Linked DNA regions of Anser cygnoides: regions 1 and 2 are each linked to region 3. A link is a contact called in public Hi-C data. All regions are on one chromosome and are shown on one strand. The core of a region is the stretch at or near the end of the contact, and the rest is flanking DNA. Distances in the headings are between cores, read along the strand shown.

The links. A called contact is a pair of places that touch in the nucleus more often than the background predicts.
Region 1: a contact with region 3 is called in a Hi-C map of liver, with 2.4 times the contacts expected there. The contact joins the enhancer-like site here to the promoter of SH3GLB1 in region 3. A contact is called at or near these places in 2 of 7 Hi-C or Micro-C datasets (both in liver).
Region 2: a Hi-C map of liver shows a contact between it and region 3, with 2.8 times the contacts expected there. The contact joins the promoter of ZNHIT6 here to the promoter of SH3GLB1 in region 3. A contact is called at or near these places in 2 of 7 Hi-C or Micro-C datasets (granulosa cells and liver).

Annotation. Positions count from the first base shown.
Region 1 is chr8:18,395,417-18,398,116 of Taihu_goose_T2T_genome, forward strand. COL24A1 (collagen type XXIV alpha 1 chain) reads left to right here. Exons shown (of 60, transcript XM_048059107.2): 13 at 976-1,029. Among named protein-coding and RNA genes, the nearest start is that of COL24A1, 44 kb to the left of the region's middle. Within about 2 kb of position 1,370, at least 2 of the 3 cell types and tissues checked have open chromatin away from gene starts, as enhancers often do. A contact at or near this core is called in liver, where this site is marked.
Region 2 is chr8:18,486,733-18,489,432 of Taihu_goose_T2T_genome, forward strand. It overlaps ZNHIT6 (zinc finger HIT-type containing 6), which reads left to right and starts at 1,359. Exons shown (of 10, transcript XM_067001236.1): 1 at 1,359-1,508; 2 at 2,348-2,413; 3 at 2,494-2,600; 4 at 2,688-2,700. The coding sequence starts at 1,441. COL24A1 (collagen type XXIV alpha 1 chain) reads left to right here. Exons shown (of 60, transcript XM_048059107.2): 60 at 1-657.
Region 3 is chr8:18,241,870-18,244,569 of Taihu_goose_T2T_genome, forward strand. SH3GLB1 (SH3 domain containing GRB2 like, endophilin B1) reads right to left here and starts at 1,449. Exons shown (of 11, transcript XM_048058911.2): 1 at 1,252-1,449. The coding sequence starts at 1,323.

The DNA.
Region 1 (2,700 bases), core at 120-2,619, 150 kb after region 3:
GATGTATAGTGCTTTTACGTACATAGTTTGACCACATTTAGGGAGAATGTTTTTACATAGCTTTCTTCTGTATGGAATTAGTTACAACCAGCAGTCAATATGACAGAACAGATGTTGTAAATTATACCAAGAATTTACTAATCCTGTCCATTATAACTATGCAAAACCAGTTTGTTTTATATTAAAAATAGGAATGGTTGTCCTTCGTATGCTTTATAATAATGTTAGATGATGATATTGATGTAATAAAACATTTGTTGCACAGTAGTAGTATTATATTACTTTCAATTTTAGGCTTATCTGTTTTCCTGTTGCATATTCAGTTCTTTTTCTACTTACTAGTGTAGTGTTATCAGCATCAGTTAGAAGATAATGGGATTATGATGACTGGGTAATCTAGTGCCCTTATAATTTGTGCTGTGCTGTGTTCCTGCTGTATATAAATAATCATCTGTGGCCTGCATCTGTGATCTGATGGCTGGCAAAACTCCCATTGTATTCTTCTTTTCACTTTATTTATAATCGATACTCCTGTGTGTCGTGGTAACTCTGCTTCTTCCAACATCTACCTGCAGTAGACTATACAACCAAAGTATGTTATTAAGAAAAGAATAGTAAATTAATCTCTGTCTATATCCTGTCAGCTGGTAACTTTTAACAAGATAGACACTGTCAAATACACATTTTGTGTGTGAGAAATTTTATAGTACGCTTTCAGTGCCTTGCAAAAATTCGGCCACTGGTGTACAGACTGAGAATCAGTTAAATCTGCTGAGTTGACCACTAACCTATGAACCTCTATTGATTAAATGATAAGACAGTAATGCTATGTGCGTCACACCTTACAGTTATGGCAGTAGATTGTTGAGATTTGCCTGGCCATAGTACACTCATAAAAATTAGTTTAAAACAAACAAAGCGCTTAGACCATCCTTTGTGTCTTGGACAAAGAAAACATTTTCTGTTCTGCTTCAGGGTTTTCCAGGTGACTTTGGAAATAGAGGCCCCCCAGGCCCAGATGGGAATCCTGTAAGTATTATATTATGTTTTAATTAACATAGTAAAATATGTAACACTCAATATTAACTCCTCTCCCAAACAGAAAGGAGATTTATGCCTGAAAAGCAAAGTATTGAAGTCCACAGGAAAATTTTGCGCTGTTACTTTTATGTGGAAAGTGCGAGGGTAGTTCTGTAGTAAGCAGGTGTATTAGAGAAGACAACTGCACAGTTGCTGAGAGCACAGTTTCCACTCTTGCAGGTGCTGACTACCTTGAGAACCAGGTGTCTTACTGTCCTCATTGCATTGCTGATGAATGTCTCGTCTCCAAAACTTCTTGCACTAGATATGATTTTGTATTTCTTATTTAAACCATTATTCTAGGATCGTCTTAACAAATGGGATTCTGCCTCTGTGCCCAAACCCCAGCTTTCGTATACTTATGCATTTGATAGTTGATTTTGTCCTTTGAACTGTTACTGAACACAATTATGTCATTTTGAATACAAGTATGTCATTTACTGCATTATAATCAGTATGATAACAGCTTTGGCTTTGGCATTGTGCAGACTTGAAGTGCTCTCGTGGTATGGTGTTCAAACTGCAGCACAGTCAAGTTGCTTTACTGGCTACTGTCAAAGAAGCTTTGCTGTCTTGCTCTATTTGTAGGGAACTCTTGGCTGAAGACTCCAAACTCAAATTTCCTTTGATATGGGAAAACAGTGAAAAGACAAATGACCAATCAGTGCTGGGCAAAAAAGCAACTGATTTGAATCAGCTCTTCTTGCTGGATGCTGCTTTGGAAAGTGCAGTCAGTTTGTCTCTAAAGACTGTTCTGATACGGACCGGAGTCAGCAACTGGGCAGAGATGGCCTTTCTGAAGGCTTGTCCTTTCCAGACACCCTTATGAGGAATTTATTTTAGAAAAGGTTATGCAAATTTTGCTGCTATAGCTGTTATCCTCTGATGCTAATGTTTTGGAGCATAAGGAAAAAAATATTCTTCATTTCCTGTCACTGAGGCAAAGTTCCCCTTGTGGGAATGTCAGGTGATGCCAGCATGTAGCTTTTCATCCTCAAAGCACTCTGAGGGGTTATGTGACCTGCTGCTTGGCAAATTATATCAAAAGGTGAGTTCTTTCCCCCCTCTTTGTACTCCCAAGTCTCCCTCATTTCCTGAGAAAGCAGAGATGCCCTTTCCACAAGATCTGAGGAAGAACAGTACTTTAACAGAATTAAACTCAGAAAGCCTGGATCTGAAATTAGACTTACCCATTACAAAGAAGCCTGTTTTAACACAAATATTTGCAGACAAGTTCCTTCTAATCTGTCAAGACAACTTCTGATCTTGCTGCCTTCTCAAACAGGCAGCAACACTTCCCCCTCCTCCCCCAAAACTCACCCTGCAGGGCTTGTTCAAGCAAGGGGCCCGAGCTGCAGCTGCAGGGGCCTGCAATGCTGATGGAATATTTACAGAGCCTTTTCCTGAGCTGCAGCGGAGACCAGAGGCTGCCTAGGAAGCCTGTGGTAGCAGGAGCTTGAAGGGAAGACTCTTCTTCCCATCTTCCCTGTGCTGATGACATTTGTCGCCATGCCTGATTTGTTCTGTTTAACAGAGTAATGCCATCTGCATCCCCAACAACCCCTCAGTTCCCTGAGTGTCAGTCTGCTCTGGAGGGTTTTGCTAGAGCAAATTTTCCAT
Region 2 (2,700 bases), core at 109-2,608, 240 kb after region 3:
TATATTTTGTAACTTGTTAAACAAATTACTACAGCATGTCTTCTGAAAGACTGCTGTTAAATTATAATCAACATTTCATCAATTTAGAAATTTCATTTTTTTGCAATATTATTAGATCATTTGTTTCCTTAAATTAAGCCTAAAATGTTCAACCATCTTTATTAAAAACAAACAAAAAACAATTTTACTATTAGGAAAAGCACTCTTTTATAACTCTTTTATAACGATGTATCTATTTCAATCCAAAGTCTACTGAGGAAGATGGCAGATAAGTGGGAAATGATACCAAACCATACTGCAAAGCAGGGAAGTGTTCAAACAACTGGTTTAATTGTCTTGATCCACAGGAAAGCATACTTAAGCTATAATAAAATAAGCTTCCAAACTGTCCGTTTGTCTTTTACTATCTTGTTTTGATACTGTATAGTTCATTCTCAGCAATGATGGAAATCCTCTAGAAGGGTACTTTTTAGGTGCTAGTGCTTTGTTTTCCAAGGGGAAATGCCGTGGAATATTGCACAAGTATTTACTTTTTACAAGGTAAAGTACATGTACATCCTATGTTTTTGATTAAAGCATTGTTTTTGTTCCCTGTGAGAAAATCTGATCAAAAACTATGTAAGATCACTGAATGACAATAAAGGTTATAGAAAATTCCTTCCTGTTGCTTTTGCATTTTCAAGATTGCTAGTTTTGCCAGCATCACTTGGCGTTTGCTCTTAGTTTGTCTTTGGAGCTGATGTGATATATATATATATGTACAGTAAGAATGTTAGAAAATGTTCTGCTTCATGTGTATTTTTTAATCTTATTGCCTTACTTTTGGAAATTATTTATAGCCTGTATTTGTTTTCTCTTAGTTTCTATCAGAAATCGTCTATTTTAAAAACACATATCTTAAAGCATTATTAGTCTGCTCAGATGTAAATATCTTCATTTCTGTGATTGAGTCAAAAATGCAAATCCCATGCCAACTGCACGAAGACTTTGTGCACCGGGCCACTACCAGCCAGTAATGTACTGTGGTGCTTGAGGTGGGAGGCTGCCAGAAACGGTCGGTTGAAAGCAGCGTACTATTACATTGTGCAGCATGAGTTTCGGGAAGCCGCTTGCCTGCAGCCACCTGAGCTCTTCAAAGCACTCCCAGGAGCTCTGGCCCAACTCTGTCCCACGGTGTTGTGAAGGTACCTTCCCTCAGCTGTTAATTGCTGATGGTTGGAGGCAATCGTCTCCTTTGTTACCCCGAATTTTAGAGCAAGCCCTGAGCTAGACCACAGCTGTGTGTCAGAGCCCTGCTGTCCCTGCTGAGGCGGGGAGGATTTCCACGCGGGAGGGCCGCAGAGGCCGCCGCGAGCCGCCAGGCGGCGCCGCCGGCCGGGGGAAGGCCTCGGCCGGGCTCGCCCCGTCGGGCCCCGCGTGCGGAGGCGGCGCCGCGCAGCCATGGCGGGGCAGGGCGGCCCCGGGAGCCCCGGGCGGGCGGCCGGGGGGCGGAAGATGTCCCTGCAGAGGTAGGGGCGCGGGGACGGGGCGGCCTCGCAGCCCCCGGGCTGCGCCCTCGCTTCCCCTCGCGGCCGCGGCCCGGCCCGGGGGGCGCCTCCCGGGGGCTCCGGGGCCGCCGCGGGGAGGCTGCGGCCCGCGTCCTGCGGCGGCCTCTCCCCACCGCGAGGCCGCTGCTCCGGGCCGGGCCTGCCCGGCGGGGTCCGAGCCCTTCGGCGCCGCCCTGCCCCGGGCATCCTCGCTCCTGCCGCCGCGCCTGGGAGGGAGGAGCGGCGGTGCGGCGCCATGCGGCCGGCCTGGCTGCCCGACAGGGTGCGGGGCGGCTGGGCAGCGGGCAGGGGCTGGGAGGGAGCGAGGGAGGGAGGCAGCCCCAGGAGGCTCCCGGGTTTGGTCTCTGCCAGCGGAGGTGTTCAGGTCATAGTGTGAATCCCAGACACTGATGCACCCAGTTTTAGACAGATGAAAAGTAGTAATGCACATTATGAGTAATATAAATGCAGAAAGGCACTGATAGAGCAGCCTGCGAAGCATAAAGTGATGCAGCCTTGCTGTGCTTCCAGCCCTGCATTAGCTTGGTGTTCCTCAAAGCGTCTCTGCGGTGCATTTTAATATCGGTAGGACCCTGGTACGTGTTTGGAGATATTCACCGTAGCTCATGTTGCTGTGTCCACTAGCTTATCAAATCCAAGCTATCTGTGCTTTCCCTCTCTCCTTTCAAGGTTCAGGTAACGTTATCCAAACGTGACAGCTGATGGCACCGTGCCTGCCTGTTGGGTGGTGCCCTCCCAAGCCACTGCCAGCTGGGCACAAAGCTGCCACTTTCCTAAGAGGTGTTTTCTGCTTCTTTCAGATGTGAAACGTGTAGTGAAGAGGAAGCTAAGTACAGATGTCCGCGATGCATGAAATATTCGTGCAGGTATCTGTTATCTAAATTGAGCTGTTATGTTTCTTGTGCTGAGCGTGGCGTATTAATGGTTCTTTTTTGTGTCGTTTCAGTCTATCGTGTGTAAAGAAGCATAAGCTTGCACTGAGCTGTAATGGAGTCAGGGATAAAACATCATTTATCTCTGTAAATGAATTTACCGATTTGAACCTTCTGAGCGGTAAGAATATTCCATGTGCTTTTTAAAATTCACCATTTGTAGTAGGTTAGCACTACGTTTTTTTTCTATTCTGTTTTTTGCTTTCAGATTATCGTTTCCT
Region 3 (2,700 bases), core at 199-2,698:
TAGATTATGAATGTAGAAATGAATATAGCAGTCTGAATATGGAATAATCTCTGGAACATGAGCATCAGGTGCTTGTTAGTAAGAGTCCCAATCCCCTTGGAACAGAAAAGCCTGTGAAACCTCTAACAAGGTGTTCACTGTCTTGTAAGATGGCTGAAGTAAGTTGAAATGGAAGTTAAGTGGCTTTCTTACACATCATTTTATGCCGCTGAACTGTTTCATTTGTTTGTTTCTAATATCAAAGGAACTACTGTCAGATTACACCACATTATCCAATGATGCCCAAACATAAAAAAACGAATCCACAAACAGATTGCCTCTCAGTCTCATCTGTAGGCCTCCCATAGCCAGTAACACAAATAAAGAAACAAAACAGGAGGAGCAGCAGTAGCACACACAGCATTAGCCACTCGGACTGCAATAATGTGTGAAGGATTCGCTCCTCCCCCTCAGGGGCTTCATTACGCTTCTCATCTGAGGAGAAGGTGACAAAAATCGCAAGGTCCCGCCACAGGCTCTTACAATGAGGGGTGAACTTCACGTCCCTTTTTCCCTTGGCCAGCAAGAAAAGCTGAAGGGGCGGAGGCTGGAAAGGAAGACAGGCTGGGAAGCACGCAGCCCTGACAGAAGCCGGGGAAGGGGGGGCATGGAAAGACCTCCATCACAAAGGAAAGCCACAACTACTACTTGGAGTTCATTGCAATCGGAGCAACAATGTTTTCTGATGAGGTTGTATTTTCAGAGCTCTGCTGCTGATTGCTGGTTCTGCTTGAACACGGAGATTTAGGCCAATACATCAGCCTGATCACACCAGATAACCGCTTTAATCCCGTGCCAAACCTGACCGTGACCCACGGAAAAATCACAAGAAACCACAGCGAATTACTACGCTCTGCTCGGACCTCCACCTCCCCACAGGAAATCTGGTCAGGTTTGATTATGTAAAGGAAGAGGATTACGGCTCAAGACAACGGCGAAGGAACAAAAGCCAATTACAGTGCCCTCAGCGCGAAGAAAGGGGAAAACCGATTCAGAAACAATAGGCTGCCCAACGAGCCCCGAACCAGCCCACCCCCGGCAGACAGCAGCCTCGGCGCGTCCCGTCGGAGCCCCGCTTCCCCGGGCGGAGCCGCAGGAGCACCGGGCTGCCCCCGCCTCCCCCGGGCCGGGCCAACGCCCCGCGGCGGCCTCACGGAGCCCAGTCACGGCGGTGCCCCCTCCGCCCCACCCCACCCCGCGGGGCGGCCCTACCTGCACGGCGCGGCTCAGGAAGGTGCCCGCGTCGGCCGCCAGCTTCTTCACGTTGAAGTCCATGATGTTCATCTTGCGGCGGCGGCACGGCGCTGACTCAGCTCCGGCGGCCGCCGCCGCTCCCGGCCCGGCCCGGCCCTGTGGGGAGCCGCCGGGGGGAGGGCCCGGGCCCGGCGCCGCCGCCGATTGGGCGCGGCCGCGGCGTCAGGCGCAGGGCCCGGATCGGCCGCGCAAGGGACGACGGCGGGCGCGGCGCCGGGGCGGGAGCGGGCGGGAGCGGGCGGGCGGCGCTTCCCGCCGCTGGGGGCGGCCCGGAGGCGCCGTGCGGGGTCGCGCCTCGCGCCCCGCCTGAGGGAGCCGCCCGCCGTTACCGCCCGCCTCAGGGCGTTCTGTGAGAGCCTGAGCCGGGCACAGCCTGGAAGCGGTCGTTCAGAAACTGTTGGTTTTGTGCAGAGACACAACCGTAAAGTAGCGGCAGAACATCGCAGGAGTATTTGAAAACGCCTCGAGTATCATAATGTAACTTAACGCCACCAATAAAGCAAGTTAGAAGAAAACAGTCACTGCTTTTAATAATTTTTCCACTATTTTAGCATCCCTCATTGTTAGTTTTGAATGCTCAGGAAGGAAAAAAGGACCTTTGGCATGGGCTAGCTAGTTTGAAATGTTCACAAGGTGTTATCATTAGCCATGAATTAATATTCCCTGCTTGAAAGTGAACCTGGTCATTTGGCGAGGTAATTCACCAGCTAATCCCAACGTTAAGTAACCCCAGGCTAGGTTTGATAAAGTTGGAGGAAATCCTAGGGCACGAAGGCAGGAAGTGAATTCCAGAACAAGGAAGTAACCGGAAGAACCAACACAATCTTTCTTAAGTGCTGGTCAGATTCCAGGAATTAAAGCCAAAACAAAAGCCAAGCAGTGTCAAGTTCCCCTTGTACCCATAGCACTGCTGCTAAGGAGAGGGCCTGAAAGCTACTGTATGCGTGCGTTTGTTTACCTGAGCGTGTTCTACCACTTTCAGCTTTTATCATGTCACTTACATAATAAACACCTATGTGTGTAACTGTTTATATACAAAAAGTATATGGCATGTTTGTTTCCATTTCTTAAAAGGAGTTCTACTAGCATAATAAGGTCTCAGGAGTCTCTGGTGTTGGAGGAGACAGTGCTGTGCTCTAGGTGGTCATGTAAGAACTGGTTAGTATGTCTTGTGATATCAGCATACAACGTGTGAAAAGACAGAAGCATCAAAGATTTTACATTTGGAGACGCAAATGTAATTCTTTTCATAGCTTTCATTGGTGTTGCCAATAGCTCCCAGTGGCGTCCCACAACAAGACAGAGATACTGAACAACTGAGTGCAGGGGTGCCTGACGCTGAGGCAGAAGCATCACCTCAGGTGAGAGGTACCCCAGGAATGCCTGGGACAAGTGGTGTGTTCAGGC